5 separate regions of the Mus musculus genome follow, and all the other regions are linked to region 1. Evidence: chromatin contacts called from public Hi-C, HiCAR-type and promoter capture Hi-C data. All regions are on one chromosome and are shown on one strand. The core of a region is the stretch at or near the end of the contact, and the rest is flanking DNA. Distances in the headings are between cores, read along the strand shown. Region 1 holds the start of Uba5 (ubiquitin-like modifier activating enzyme 5). Region 2 holds the start of Dcaf1 (DDB1 and CUL4 associated factor 1). Region 3 holds the start of Tex264 (testis expressed gene 264). Region 4 holds the start of Dusp7 (dual specificity phosphatase 7). Region 5 holds the start of Twf2 (twinfilin actin binding protein 2).

Region 1 (2,878 bases), core at 175-2,674:
ACAGTTTACTGAAACCATATGAAATGGTTTTATACTGGAACTGTATAAAAGTAAAAAAAAAACAAAAATCAAAAACCAAACAAAAAATACCCTCTCTATTTACAAAACACCAGACTAAAACCAGATTCACTTGTCAGTGGGGAAAGGTATTCTTGGAGTCACCTCCTCCCGTTTAATTCCCTTGCTTCAAGAACTTAGGCCTTAAGTGGTGCTAAAAACAGTGAAGTGGAATGTCTAGAATCGAATTGGTATATTTTAGCTGGTATTATTAACCTAGCCCCAGGTGACTAAGGTCAATTAAACAAAATGGCACCAGCCCCTCAGAAACTGATCTTTAGATTGTAGCACAGAAGGTCACAGAAGATATCTATTAGGAATTCAAGAGTGTTCAGCCGCAACACTCTCGGTGAATTAGACACATAATTTTAGTCCTTAACAAGACTGCACTGCATAATGGATACTGCACCTCTGCTCCTGCCCTCTAATTCAGACTAGCCTGGGATTCGAGTACAAATTATCCAGGAAGCATCCTTGCAGGGAAAGAAATCCCGACCGGGCAAATGAGACACCCACCCAGGGCCAAAGGAAGCGAAGCACCAAGCACAGACATGTTCCCAGGAGGCAAAGGCTATGGTTGATACCTGTATTGAGTAACAGTCAGCACAGCCCGGGAATCTGACCCAAAGCCCGGCAAGTGCTGATTCAGGTAGGCCTCCAGGGACCTGAGGTCGAACTTGTGCTGGGGTAGCACTTCCACGGTGTCACTGGTGACATCCGTCTCCATGACCGCCACTGTTGTCACCGAGGAATCCACAGACTGTACGGAGGTTGCGCCAAGGCAGAAAGGAGACCGGCACTTGGGGGGGGGGGGGGGGGGGCGTGGTCGGGCGGGGCTTAGGAGAAGCCAATCACCGGGACTCTGGGCAGTGTTGCTGCAAAGCCATGTGGGAGGCGGAGTCTGGGACTCGGAGTCTGGTGGAGAAATAAAAGAATTGCCTGTTGTGGGACCAGACTTAGAATTTACCCTCAGCGTCAGAGCTGGAGTCCTCAGTCTTATAGAAAAACAAGGTCGCAAACGTGACTCTGGCGAATGAAGACAAACAGCTGTCACCCTAGACTAAGGACGCGCCAGCGGAAGACCTGTGCGGTCCGTGCAAGAAGAGAGTCCGCCAGAACCTTGAGCCTGCATTAAAAGACCCTGGTGTTTCTCATGGCCTCCTAGATAGGAAAGACGGAATGGCCGTCGACTTGATCTGGACACATATGATGCTGGCTCTGCTGAGACCTGGGTCTTGGTTCTAGAGAAGAAAGCTAAGTGTTTTGAGGAGTGTTTTTATTTATTATTATTATTTTTTTTTTTTTTTTACCGAGCGGAGCGATGGCGGCGGCGCACCGGAAGTGGCACGCCGGAAGCCCGGTGGGCGTGCCGGAGACGTGTCTTACTGGGAGCCTTGGAGCCGCTTCGCCGGTGTCTGGACCTGGAAGGCTGTGTCTGTTCCTCCTGCGCTTCGTGGGCCCAGCGAGGCAGCGTGGGGAGGCGGCGACGACGGCGACGGCGGCGGTCCGGCCTGGGATCGGAGGCCACCGGGAGCCCAGCCATGGCCGACTCGGTGGAGCGGCTGCGACAGCGGGTTGAGGAGCTGGAGCAGGAACTCGCCCGGGAGAGAACCCGGCGCTCTGGAGGGGACGGCCACTGCGGCCGGACCCGCATCCAGGAGATGAGCGACGAGGTGTTGGATTCCAATCCCTACAGGTGATCCATGACGGGGCGGGCAGGGCCACGCTCCGCGCGAGGGATTCAGCCGGCCTCCTGCCGCTCCTTTCCTGCTGTGGAGGTCCAGTTCCCAGATGGGCAAGGCCATGTCTTATGCTAGTCAGAAGATATTCTTCACCAAGCGAGTTGGCTCACGATTCATCGTAGCATTCGGGAGGGTGAGGTAGAGGGGGTTGTCGTGAGGTCCAGGTCAGTCTGGGCTACAGGAGTTGTAGGCCACTTTGGGCTGTGTAGTGAGACCCCTTTTTTTCTGCAAGGAAGGAAAATAACATTTTATTAAAAAAAAACAAACAATCCAAGCCATCCATCCATATGGTGGAGCTCTTCTGCCTGCTGTCCTGTACCCAGTTTCCTGTCACCATTATCTTTATTAGTCTACCTGGCTCTGCATCGGCTGATGCATAGAAAGCTCTGTCAGAGTATAATATCTCATGTAAAGTCGCCGAGGATAGAGCACCGTTTCCTAAATGCCTCTTGGTGTAACTTAGATGGAGCAGGGTGAGGGAGAGTTAGTTACTAGGGTGCTCACGAATATCCCTGAATATTGGCTTTGCCAGGGCTCCTGACCCCTCCTCTTTGCTCTCCTTAAATGGGCTTAGAAGATTGAGTGGCTTCACTTCTCAGCTTACTGAGTAGTCAGTAACTTAGAACGGTTTCTAACAGCTGCTGAACTTCTGGGTGAGATTGTTCCCTGTAAGTGGGGCCACAGGAACGCCTGTTTCCGCCATAGTTCTGAAGACTGAAGCAGTTTATGTGCAGTTCTTAGAACAGCAGTCGTGCATGGCAAACCTCGTAGACGACCACAGTCGGCAGCATGCTGTTAGACCTCCCGTTACATGTATGTTTCTTCTCACCACGGTCCTAGGGGATTGCTGATCATTTTCTCTCATCCTGGAGGTGAGAAAAGTGTAGGGAGCTATTTTAGATGGACTGCAGTATACAATAGAATCTGTGGCATTAGGTCCCTCCCCAGCAAGTCTCTAAGGCTATAAGCAGTGAGGCTAAAACCTGGGTAGTTTTAAACGTAGGTAAAGTTCCAGAAAGAGGACTCTGTGGGCTATGGGTCTAGAGACACTCTTGGGTGGTGAAGTTGGTAACGCCTGC
Region 2 (2,878 bases), core at 256-2,755, 2.8 Mb before region 1:
TCCGCCTGCCTCTGCCTCCCAAGTGCTGGGATTAAAGGCATGCACCACCACCATCCGGCTGGTTTACACTTTTAATCCCAGTGCTCGGGGAAGCAGAAGCAGGCAGATCTGAGTTCGAGGCCAGGCTAGTCTAAACTGAGTTTCAAGGCAACCAAGGCTACACAGAGAAACCCTGTCTCAAAAAACAAAAACACAAATCTTGAGATCAGACTGAAATGTACATATGCTTATAAAAGCCTTGAAGGTAAATGCCAGTAAATCCAAGGAGAAAAAAAGCCTTCAAAAGCTTGCAATAGGAAGATAGTGCTACAATAAGTTAAAACGTGCATGCTACTTAAAAGTCTTTGCCTGAAAGTTAAAAAAAAAAAAAAAAAAAAAACAGCAAACCCGGCAGTGGTAACAGACGCCTTTAATTACAATACTAGAGGCAGAGATAAAAGGATATCTTAGTTCGAAGCCAGCCTAGACTACAATGAGCTCCGGGAAAAAAAAAAAAAAAAGAGCAACGTAAGATAAACAAAAAACGAGTCATTTGTTCCTCAAAAACTACTACTAGACACACCGCAAGAGTATTTCCTCATCAAATGTTAAAACCACAGCAGTAAGAGGAAACGGACCGACACTTTCTAGGAACAGAAGACAAAGTATGGCAAATGCCCTTGAAAGCCCAACAAACAACTAAAAGCCCTCGGAATAAGCGCTGGGGAAACCTGGCAGGCAACCTTAGGTCAGACTCTGGGCGTCTGGACACCCACATACCTCTCTCCCCGTCCCCTCGCTACTGCATTGTACAAGTGGGAGGGGTTCCCGCCGAGCTCCGCCCCCTCCCCGGTCGGAGAGCCGGGAGGGTGCAAGTGGGAGGTGGCACGGAGCCGACCGAGGGAAAAGCCCGCCCAGGTGACTGAGGCTGGAGGCGGGGACACCGTTCCTGAAGGGGTCCGCCGGGCGGCATGGGAAAGAAGATGCCCCTCGTCCCGTGAGGGACAGAGACTTGGAGTGGAAGAGAGAGATTCAAAGAGCACCTCCTTTAGGTAGAGGCGAGCATCCCCTGCCCTCCACACCCCGGCGGAAGAGTTACTCTAAAGAGGCTTCTTTACAGGACGGGAGGAAGGAGCCGGAGGCCCCGCCCCCGGGCCCGGGCCCGGGCTCGGAAGGAGAGCCTCGTCAGGCCCCGGGCCCAGCCGCCTCGGTGGGCTCGCCCAGCCCCTCGCCGCCCGCAGCCGAAGCAGGTGCCGCCCCTCCCCCCAGCGCGGCGCCCACTCTCCCGCCCAGCGGGCCGCGCGCTCGCTCTCCTCGTGCCCCTGCCAGAGAGCCGGCCCCTTCCTAACCCCGCTCACCTTCGCGAGCGGCTCCGCCGCTTCTCCCCCCGACCCCTCCAGCGGCCACGGTTCTCACACACTGCCTCTGGTCCCGCACTCACTCTCCCTCACTCACTCACACACACACATATACACACACACAGCGCGACCACGGCTCCTGAGCGGCCCACATATTATGCGTCACTCGCAGGCTACGTACTGGTCGCGCGCGCACTCAGCGCGCGCGGGTGTGTAACGTTGGCGCGAGGCTCCGGAGCGGGGAAGGGGGAGGAGCCGAGGGACATCAAAGCGCTCCTGGGAAATGAAGTTTCCGCGTTTAAGGGCGGGGGAGGGATGATGGCGCTAGACCTACCATTAAGCACCACCTCAGCGCATTGACTTCTGGGATTCGTAGTTTTCTTTAAGGCGGAAGTGAAAAGTAAAGGAAGGAATAGATCTTTCTAAAAGCCCGGGCTGCCCGAATTTACTTAATTCTACCCTGTGTCATCTAAGGGCTCAGTAGGACACTGCCACATCAGGCTCGGAAGGATGCCAGGGTCAAAGAATGCATTTCACACAAATGTATTCAGAAACAACTGTACTCGTTAGAAATTCGTCGGTTTTCCTTTGTCTTTCTGTTAAAAACATATTCGACAGGAATCAAAAAACATCAGTTACCATGTATTATATGTGAGGCAGAAAAATGAAAGCCCTTTGGTGAAAACAACTAATCACGGAGGCCATCTAATTCAATTTATCAATTTTAGAGTTAAGGAAAATGAAACCCACAGTAAATGACTTGCCTAACTTCACAAACCAAAGGGAAGCTGCATCGGAAGGATCTGGTTTTGACCCAGCGATTCTGTGTGATAACATGGAAGATTACGATAACTCCACAATTGAGCAGAATCTTGACAAAACCTACCCAGACGTCAGGATTCATGCAACTCACTATTGTTCTTGGCATTCTGAGCGAGTTCTGTGCGTTTCCATAGAGCGATTACAGCCAATACGTTCTTGTGGAAATTATAAGACACTGTGGACCTCTTGTCATGATCAGATTCTACGGCTGTTACTAAGCCTGTATCAGAAGAGTGGTAGTGGCAGTGGCGCATGCCTTTAATCCCAGCACTTGGGAAACAGAGGCAGGCGGATCTCTGAGTTCAAGACCAGCCTGGTCTACAGAGTGAGTTCCAGGACAGCCAGGGCTACAGAGATTTCCCTCTGGAAAAAAAAAAAAAAAAAGCAGGAAGAGGAAGGGGAAGAAGAAGAGACAAAGAAAGAAAAGAAAGAAAAGCAAGCAAGCAAGCAAGCAAGCAAGCAAGCAAGCAAGCAAGCAAGCAAGCAAGCAAGCAAGAAAGAAAGAAAGAAAGAAAGAAAGAAAGAAAGAAAGAAAGAAAGAAAGAAAGAGAAAAGCAGCAGCCAGTATCTTAGGGCTTAAATCCACTACCACCCTACCCCCACCCACCTGAGCACTTCGTTCCTTCCTCACTCAATTATGTGCTTGGAGTAACAGCTGCTTGAAATACAAATTCTAGAGGGTGAATAGCAGTGCTACAGGCATATAACTTGTAATCACG
Region 3 (2,878 bases), core at 174-2,673, 2.6 Mb before region 1:
TGATTCCCAGTTGCAGGCTCTCCTACAATAGAGTGCTGACATTCCTCAGGCATACCTGCAACTCTGATACTGAGTTCTAGAGTTCCCACCCAGGCTAAGGGAAGTGAGCCAAGACAGCAGGATGAAGAAAGAGTGTCTCCTGACAGTCATTTCCTGACACAGGCTAATGAGTTTCAGAGAGACAGAATTAACATGTGCTCTGAACCTGGGCCATGTGCCCTTCGTGTCTCAAGAACCCTATCTAGTGTACAGCCCACCTGCCCGAAGCAGCCAATCATTACCATGTTTGATGTTCACGGTAAAATAGCTATAATGACTTTCCTGCCCTCTCTACTTTGAAGACTTTTGAGTAGCTAGCTGCTTTTTCTTACCAGCCTGTCTACAGCATTGGGACATTTGTCTTGTGGATGACATTCAAGATCACATGTTACCCCATGGCTGCTGGCTTTTTCCAAAGTCATCTTATATGCTCTTTGGGTGATCAACTTTCCATAAAGCAATCTTGTCAGAAGTACTAATATAGTCCTTGGCCCAGCCTGTCTGGCATCAAGATTTATAAACAGCCAAGTTTACAAGCATAGTGGCCTTCCTCACTTCCAGCATAGATCTGGGCGTCTCAGGAGGTGCCCTCAGTACAGTGCTTTGAGATTCATAGGTCATCAGATCCTAGCTCAAGATTGAACCTGTATTGAAGGAGCTTACCCTTGACTTGGGAGTTACCTAAGTTATATTAACTTAGTAGAAACTCCCAGCAACCACAGCCAGGGCTGTGAAGTAGAAGCTTTGAAAAGAGGTGTTCCCTGGAGTGAACTTCCGGAGGCCAAGGCTTTCATTTGGTTCACTCAGTGTTTCCATAATAAAGGTTGGATGGAGGGATGGTCGTCCCTATGCTCAGAGAATCCCTGATGGGTGGCTGAGTGAAGACACTTAAATTTGCATTCTCCAGAGATTGTTCAGAGCATCTTTTGTTTATCCATAGCTTCCTCAGCTGTTAAGACCTGAGCAAGCGGCCAGACTTGAGAAGGTTCTGAGGGAAGGTGGCGAGAGTAAGACTGGTTCAGTTAGTAAGAGGCCGACATTGCTGTGCGGATCCTCTCTAAAATGCACAAACACTATTCAGTCCCGCTTTGGCTTCCTGGGCTTCTGGAGCAGGCAAACAGGCTGACTTTCCCGGTGCTTGGAGCCCGCCTTCACCCCTGCGCCTTCCCTTCCCTCCCTGTCGGCCAGGATACCTTGGGGTATTGGTTGGTTGTTGCTTGATCACCTTCAGGAGTTCCCCTTCATTGGAAGCAGGAATGTGTGTTGTGGGCCCAACCCAGCTGGGGGGGGGGGAGGCGGCGGGGGAGGCGTGCATGTTACCAAGGAGACGGGGCGGGGCAGGCCTCCGCCCTCCAAATCTGGAGCGCACGCGCCCACAGCCACGGTCACGTCCCGCCGCGAAAGGGGCGGAGCGAGCGCGAGGGGCAAGCGCACACAGGCTCCACGACTGAGCCCCTATCTTCCTCCGGCGCCCGTCCGCGTCCGTGGGGCCGCCGCTGAGGTGAGGGCGGGGCCAGAGGCGAGGCGTTCCCGACGGGGTGTCTGCCGGGGCTCCCCCTCATCCCCTCCCGCCTGCTCCCCGCGGCCTGAGCCGCCCTCTGCCCCGCGTCTGACTCACTGCTGGCCCAGCCTGCTTCCCGGGCCTGAAAGCGACGGGGAGGCGGTCCTGACCTCTCGGCGCGGATCCTGCCTCGGTGCTGGGTGCGGGAACGTCCGGGGTCCGTGGGACTAGAGGGGAACGGGCGGGGCCCTCACCTTTCAGCAGCGCTGCCTGTGGCCGCGCGTCGCGTCGCCGCTCCAAACTTTAGCGTGTCTGAAGTTGCAGAGGTGCAGGAGGCCGTGAAGCGAGCCGGGGCGGCAGGAAGCCGACAGCACGAAGCGGCGACCCCAAGGCCCCCCGGCTGCTAGCACCCAAGTTCGCCGGCGCAGGTCCCTTTAAGGGCCCGGCCCTCCGCAGAGCGCACGTGAGCGGCCTCCGGAAGCCTGCGCCTAGTCCCTACTCCGACGCTTGCGGGCCAAGGAAGTCATCTCTACCCTGCACCTCTGACATTAGTGGAAACTGAGGCCCAAGAGAGGGCACACGCTGCCCAAGGTCAGCAGCAGGGGTTGCGTTGGCGCCAAGTGTGGTAGTCGGGCCCAGTGAAGATCATAGGCATGACGTTGTGAAGCTGGACTTGGCCTGACTCCCCCCCCCCCCCCGCGCGATCTGAGGGTGGGGTTGGCGCGTTTGTAGACGGGTCCCCGTTCTGTGGGCTTTCCCTGGAACAGGGTTACTCAGGGCCTGCTTTGCTCACTGCCTGTGTCTAGGGCTGGGATGACTGTTCCTTTCTGCCCCCCTAGCGCCGGAGTACTGGAGCCCTGCTGGACTGGATGCTATGAGTTGCTAAAAGTGAGCCTGACTTTTTCGGTGAGCCTTCCCATCCCCTGTCCTCGCCTTTCTCTATTGGGTGTGGGGAAATTTGCCTTACTTCTTCCTTGGCTGACCAAAGCTCTGGGGATGGGCAGAAACATAGCCCCCTTTTTCTGAACAGTTTGCGAAGTGGAAGGAAGAGACAGGTTGGGAGCTAAGTTCCCTTAAACAGAAGTGTGTGGCAGTGCTTGTCACTCCCAAGACAGGCTATGGCCTAGATATTGAGAGCTTCTAGCCTTGAGATAAGCGAGGGCCAAAAGATGAAGTGCCTTTTTGGAAACCAGAGGAGGGAAAAACTGTCAGTGAACGGCGGTTAGACTGTTGGGTTCCCATGGCCTGTGTTTTGGTCCAGGTGGCTCAGTGTAATACCTATGTGACCTTGGGCAAGCATCTTGACCTCCAACCACTTATTTCCTGATGTGTACCTAC
Region 4 (2,878 bases), core at 169-2,668, 2.3 Mb before region 1:
AGGGTGCCGCAGGACTCCCCTCCCCTCCCAGCCTGTCTGCTGCCAGCAAGAGGCCATTTTGGAATGTTAATTGGAAACACCGGCTGCAGCCAATAGCTCCCCTCACCCCCTGGCCCGCAGGCAAGCTGCCTGTCTCCCCCTTCCATAAACTCAGGGGCAGCGAACTGAGGCCCATTCCCCATTCCCCAACACACACACACACTCACACCTGGGCCACTGCCCACACATCTGCAGAAGTGCCTCCAAGCCGTGATTCTGATTGATAGGGGCCATAGTGGGATCCCAGAGAAACCATCATAAACGGGCCCATGCACTGGAGGGTGGGTGATACTGAAAAAGGTACCTTCCCGATCCTATCTTCCTAATGACATAAATTCCTGTGGGCCCTGCTCTTTTCTGGGTTCCAGTACCGATCTCTCCCTTCCTCCGAGCTCAACTGGAGCCTGTGCGCTGTTGTCTACCCATCCACAGAGAAAAAAATTAAATAGGAAAGGGAAAGTTTGTTTCAGCCACTGAACGGTGCTGAGAAAGAGAACACAGATCGGGTTCCCTGTGCCTGGCTAAATCCACACCTTAGGGGATGGCTCCCAGAAGGGCGGATTCGGACCAGGGGCGACGTGGCGCCCGGCCTGGCCAAGCGAGTGGAAAGGAAACAGCCTGCAGCGAGGGCGCCAGGGAGCAGAGGCGCAGCCCCAATACCGCCTGGGGTCTAGGTTCTGTCCTCACCTTGGAGGTAGTAGGCCTGGCAGCCGTCGTCTCGCAGCTTCTGCAGGAGCAGGCCGAGAACGGAGGCGGGGGCGCCGGGCTCGGGCTGCCACTCCGCCGTGGCCTCGTCGTAGAGCAGCACGGTGGCCGCCTTGCAGCGCGTGGCGAAGCGCTCCTTGTCGGCATGGTTGGGAATGATGGAGCGGATGGGCAGGTTGCCTTTGCGCAGGCGGCGCAGCATGAGACCCGGGATGGCCAGGTTGATGGCCGTCTCAATGTGCGACGATTCGAAGAGCTCGTGCGGCCGGCAATCTAGCAGCAGCAGGGACGCGCCACCGCGCGCCTCCAGCTCCTCCTGCAGCCACTCGGCGCTCTTGCAGGGCATGGCCCCCGCTCCCGTCGTCGCTCCCGCTCCGATGCCTGCGCCGGACCCAGATCCCGCACCGGGCTCCGACCCCGCCCGAGTGCCCCCAGCCGCCGCCGCCGCCGCCGCCCCCGAAGTCGACATGTGCGCCCGCACTGGGGGCCCGCGGAGCTGGTTTTTCATGGGGATCCCGGGGCCGGGGCCGGGGCCGGGCAACCCAGCCCTGGGACGGCGCCCCGGCCGCGCTGGCCCCAGCCGCGTCTCCGGGCGCCCGCCTCCCGCCGAGCCGCGCGCCCGCCGCCCCGGCCTCCCAGCCTCCGGCCTCAGTCCCGCCCGGCCGGCCCTCCGCGCGTGCCGCGGCCTGACAGCCCCAATTAAACCGCGGCTCCGGCGGCCGCGCGCCCGGGCGTCCTCCGGGAGGCGGGGCCGTGAGGCCGGCGCCTGGGCTTAAAGGCACCGCGCCTCCGCAGCCCCTCCCCCGCAAGCGGCGCGGGAGCGCCCTCGGCCGGCTCCTACGGGCCCGCCTAGCCGGGACCTGGCTACCACCTGCCCAGGGGCGAGCCAAGGCGGCCTCGCAGATCTCTGGCTGAGCGCCTACATCTGTGCCTTGCAGAAAGGCTGCACTGGGACCCCACCTAACATTTACAGAAGCAGAATTTCTTCAGGATTGGGGGCAGGGGGCGGTCACCCAGAGCCAGTCTTCCCTCCTCTTGTCTGTTATCCTCATTCATTCTCTGATAGCGTTCATTCAACAAATGGAAACTGAATTCCTACTACGTGTCGTGCTCTGTGTTAGGCGGTCTTAGTTTCAGATGACCGCATCATCCCAACCCTTGATGGCCATAGGTTCCAGACCTGAGTTGGAGGGTCTGCTGAGGGAATAGGTGACTTGGGTTGGGGGGGGGGTGTTCAAGGACCGCTCTCGCAAATCGCAGGCAGAAGTGGAGGAATTCTGAAAGGACCAACCCTGGGTAAGGGAACGCGAGCTCTTTAAGAAAGCTTTTACAAGTGCGGTGGTGACTGGCCCGGAGTGAAGCGCCACGTGACTTTCCTATTGGGGCGGGTAGGAGGGAGGGAGCGCTCCATAATCAGCTTCCCTTCGCCTACCTCTCTCTCCAGGCACCAATCAAGTTTCGCGGTAGGCGGGCACGCGCTCGGCAGATAGTCAATCGCCGCCGAAAGAGGCTGCGGGGAAAGGAGGCGGGTCCCGCGGCGGGTCCACCCAGCTGGAAGTGGGCGGGGCCTCGTCCAGCGTGCTGTTCGGGCTCTCAGGCGGGTGGGGCTCAGGAGGTACGTGGCTCTGCAGGTAGGGCTCAAACAAAGCGGCAGGACCGACCGCAAGGTTTTGACCAGACCAAGGCGGTCTTTCCTTGGAGGGAGCTGTTCCTCCCAAGCCCCGAGTGCATTCTCTTAACAGGCTGGGGATCCCAACTTGAGGCTTAGTCCCTCACTCCGTCCCGGGCTAGTCATCTCTGAGCCAACTTGACCCTAACCCGGGATTGCGGTGTCAGGGGTGTCCGATCGGGCTACAGTTTCAATCTCCATCTCCCAATTAAATGTTCTCCCCCCTCCCTTTTTTTCTCAGCCGCAGGAGCCCTCTTCTACATTCGCTTAGAGAAAGGCCACAGTAGGGCAGCCAGGGAGGGTCTTGTCAGGAGGGGTTGTAGATATAAAGAGCTGACCCTTTTGTGAGTACTGTCCTGGACACAGCTGGTAGACAGCTTCCAGAGGCCAAGTGTTAAGTCCCAATCTGTCCTGCCAATTGGTGATGTGTGGTATATCCTGAGTACCAGTCTCCCTTCTTGGTTT
Region 5 (2,878 bases), core at 163-2,662, 2.1 Mb before region 1:
CCAGGTCCCTGCATGCTCAGGACAAACAGGATGGGGATGGGCTAGGGCAGGGAAAGTCTCTTGGCTTGTCCATCCACCAAGCAGCCACAACCGCAGGCAGGGATTCCGGCAGTCAGGCTGGTCGATGGTGGTAGCCCTGGTCAGGGAATCATGATGTGGTGGTAGGAGTGGCTGATGGCCAAACCAACAAGCTGTCTGGGCAAGCAGCCTGGCCTTCCCTACTGGCCAGGGAAGCAGCCCTTCCAGGCCCATAACAAATGGGGACAAAATACCTGGCTCCCAGCTATTGCTTCTTTCTTAAGTCTCTCCAAGGAGGAAACTGGGGCCCTGGAGGGGGGCTATGGGTGTCACGCCCTGGGCTGTAGAAGCTTCCTGTAGATGAGGGTGGAGGCAGGAGCTCCCCTATAAAGTCTGAATCCTGACCCGTTCCCCTGCTTCCAGCTTGAAGTTGGGACTTTGCAGGCCTGGCTGGAGCAGCGATAGAGAGATCACAATGGAAAAGGGAAGAAGTCAGAGGCCAAGGTCAGATGTGCAGTTCTCCCCATTCTACTTAAGAAGGAGGGCTCCATTCCAGCTTCTGTCCAACCTAGTCTGCAAGAGTCTAGGGGTCCTGAAAGGAGAAAAGGTCAGGCTACCCTCTCCACACATACACATAAGCCCATGTCAGTCATAAGACACCCATGCAAACACCCATGCTAACACACACATACTGAGATGTGCCTGAACTGTGCACACATGCAGATACCCACAGTTTCTGTGCGTGCAGCCAGGAAACACTGATGTCTGAGATGGAACCTAGAGTGTCCAAAACCAGCCACTAGTGCATGCACACGAAGAAGCCTGGACAGGCATAACCAAGTCTCATCCAGATGTGCACATACTGGACTGTATACAGAGAACATGTGTACACCCATGTACACTTTTCCAGATGTGCACATCCGGGTACACCCCACCTCCAGAAAAGAACAAAAATACCCAGACCAGTATACACAGGCACATCCGCCCCCAGTTGGGTACACAAGATACTTCCACCCTCGCTGTGTGCATCCATGTGCACCCACTCCCAGCTATGTACAACAGTCTGTTCTGCCCCAAGACGTGTCCATCCCAGGGACTCGCGGTTGCAAAAGAGAACAGGAAGCTTCCCAGGAGGGTACAAGGAAGAGAAGGATGAAGGGACCTAGCGCGGAGAACCAGCGCGGCGGAGCCCCTGTCCGCCCTCCATCCGCCCTCACCGTGGATGCCGGTCTGGTGCGCCATGGCTCAGCTTTCGGCTCGCCCGTGCCGTCGGAGTTCTCCTCTTGGTCCTGGCCCGGCTCGACTCGGCTCGCCTGGACCCAGAGCTCCGGAGGATGTGGCGACGGCACCGAGCCTCGCGCAGCTTCCCGGGCGGTGCCGCAGGACCCGCCCCCAGCGCGCCCCGCCCCCGGAGGGCGAGGCCGGCAGAGGCGGGCATTGGTGCCGCGCGTGCGCGCAGCGGGCGCCGGGGTCCGGATGGCCCAGTGCCCGGCCGCTACCACCTTCATGGCCAAGAAGGGGCCCCAAGGGATTGTGTGGGTGGTCCCTTGTAGGCCAGGATCCTGGAGGTCTGTGGGCGGATCCGCACTTGGGCGTGGGAGGGGCTGTGAGCTTGCCGCGGAGGAGGTTTGAGAGTGAGGGCCGATCCAGGCGTACCCGTTTGTGATGGTGAGGTGATCTCAGTGTAGGTGGGCACGCGCTCGTGTGTGGTCGTGAGTGTGAGTGTGTGTGTGTGTATGTGTGTGTGTGTGTGTGTGTGTGTGTGTGTGTGTGTGTGTGTGTGTGTGTGTGTGTGTGTGTGTGTACTGATTTCCTACCAGTCATCAGGTGCACGGTGTCTGGAGCCCAACGCTGAGAAAGTGAATGGCCATAGGAGGAAATGAATTTTGGAAGGAATACGGTAGGAGAGACCGAGGTGACCTAACAAGGCTGAGGAAAGTTTTCCAAAAAGACGGTGCATGTGCTAAGTGTGACCCAGTGGTGGAAGGACTGGAAGTCAACCTGAGGAACTTCCCAATTCCTAATGACCTTGCCTCTATTCCCAGCAGCCTTTCCTACTGCTCTTACAGACTAACGGCCGAATAGCAGCTAGTACTCTTTAACCTCAGAAACATCTCTCCACCCTGGACCTTGTTATTAAAAAATAGATAAACGGGACTGGACAGATGGCTCAGTGGTCAAGAGCATTAGCTGCTTTTGCATAGGACTCAAGTTTGGTTCCCAGCACCCACATGACACAACTGTTCCTTCTTCTGGCCTCCTGGGATTAGACACGGACATTGTGCACATAGATACATGCGGGCCAAACACCCAGACACACACCAAAATTTTTTTTTTACTGAAATAAATAAAAACTTTAAAAAATAGATAACTTAATGAGAGATGGCTCAGTCAGTAAAGTGCTGAGTTAGCATATAATTTCAGATTCCCGGCAACAGAATGAAGACACTTGGCTTTCCCCTTGGACTGTGCAGGGAGGCTGGGGACCTTGGGAGAGGGAGTTTGAGGAGACAGGCCAATACCTATTGGGGCTTATTTGCTTATTAGTCAGCCAACCCAGCCAAATGGAGAGAGAGAGAGAGAGAGAGAGAGAGAGAGAGAGAGAGAGAGAGAGAGAGAGAGAGAGAGAGAGAGAGAGAGAGAAAGCGCAATAGAGGCTGACTGGCTGGCATCCACCTCTGGTTTCCACATTGTACTCTAACATACACAGTGTATGTATATACTACACACACACACCCCAAATCTGTGAGAGAACTCAAGTTCAAATGGCATCCTTGGGCTGGCTCAGCTGATAGATCATTCTAACCTGCGTGACATGTGTGAAGTACTAGGTTTGATCCTTAGCACTACATAAATCAGG

What was found. Promoter capture Hi-C pulls out the DNA fragments that hold promoters and counts their contacts. Hi-C and Micro-C count contacts between places; a contact is called where the count stands out from the background. HiCAR-type assays count read pairs that join an accessible place to other places.
Region 2: a contact with region 1 is called in a HiCAR-type map of astrocytes, with 4 times the contacts expected there. The contact joins the promoter of Dcaf1 here to the promoter of Uba5 in region 1. A contact is called at or near these places in 1 of 115 datasets of contacts at active chromatin or transcription factors (astrocytes) and 1 of 9 other capture datasets (adipose tissue).
Region 3: a contact with region 1 is called in a promoter capture Hi-C map of liver, with 4 times the contacts expected there. The contact joins the promoter of Tex264 here to the promoter of Uba5 in region 1. A contact is called at or near these places in 1 of 39 promoter capture datasets (liver), 1 of 115 datasets of contacts at active chromatin or transcription factors (astrocytes) and 1 of 9 other capture datasets (adipose tissue).
Region 4: a Hi-C map of B cells shows a contact between it and region 1, with 6 read pairs. The contact joins the promoter of Dusp7 here to the promoter of Uba5 in region 1.
Region 5: a contact with region 1 is called in a Hi-C map of B cells, with 6 read pairs. The contact joins the promoter of Twf2 here to the promoter of Uba5 in region 1. A contact is called at or near these places in 3 of 39 promoter capture datasets (cranial neural crest, hippocampal neurons and pre-B cells), 1 of 484 Hi-C or Micro-C datasets (B cells) and 1 of 115 datasets of contacts at active chromatin or transcription factors (astrocytes).

Annotation. Positions count from the first base shown.
Region 1 is chr9:104,061,667-104,064,544 of GRCm38.p6, reverse strand. Uba5 (ubiquitin-like modifier activating enzyme 5) reads left to right here and starts at 1,424. Exons shown (of 12, transcript NM_025692.3): 1 at 1,424-1,753. The coding sequence starts at 1,599. Acad11 (acyl-Coenzyme A dehydrogenase family, member 11) reads right to left here and starts at 821. Exons shown (of 20, transcript NM_175324.4): 1 at 642-821. The coding sequence starts at 784.
Region 2 is chr9:106,820,551-106,823,428 of GRCm38.p6, reverse strand. Dcaf1 (DDB1 and CUL4 associated factor 1) reads right to left here and starts at 1,505. Exons shown (of 24, transcript NM_001373930.1): 1 at 1,338-1,505.
Region 3 is chr9:106,684,497-106,687,374 of GRCm38.p6, reverse strand. It overlaps Tex264 (testis expressed gene 264), which reads left to right and starts at 1,423. Exons shown (of 6, transcript NM_001081654.2): 1 at 1,423-1,540; 2 at 2,380-2,446.
Region 4 is chr9:106,367,172-106,370,049 of GRCm38.p6, reverse strand. It overlaps Dusp7 (dual specificity phosphatase 7), which reads right to left and starts at 1,418. Exons shown (of 3, transcript NM_153459.4): 1 at 727-1,418. The coding sequence starts at 1,252.
Region 5 is chr9:106,201,642-106,204,519 of GRCm38.p6, reverse strand. It overlaps Twf2 (twinfilin actin binding protein 2), which reads right to left and starts at 1,412. Exons shown (of 9, transcript NM_011876.3): 1 at 1,236-1,412. The coding sequence starts at 1,260.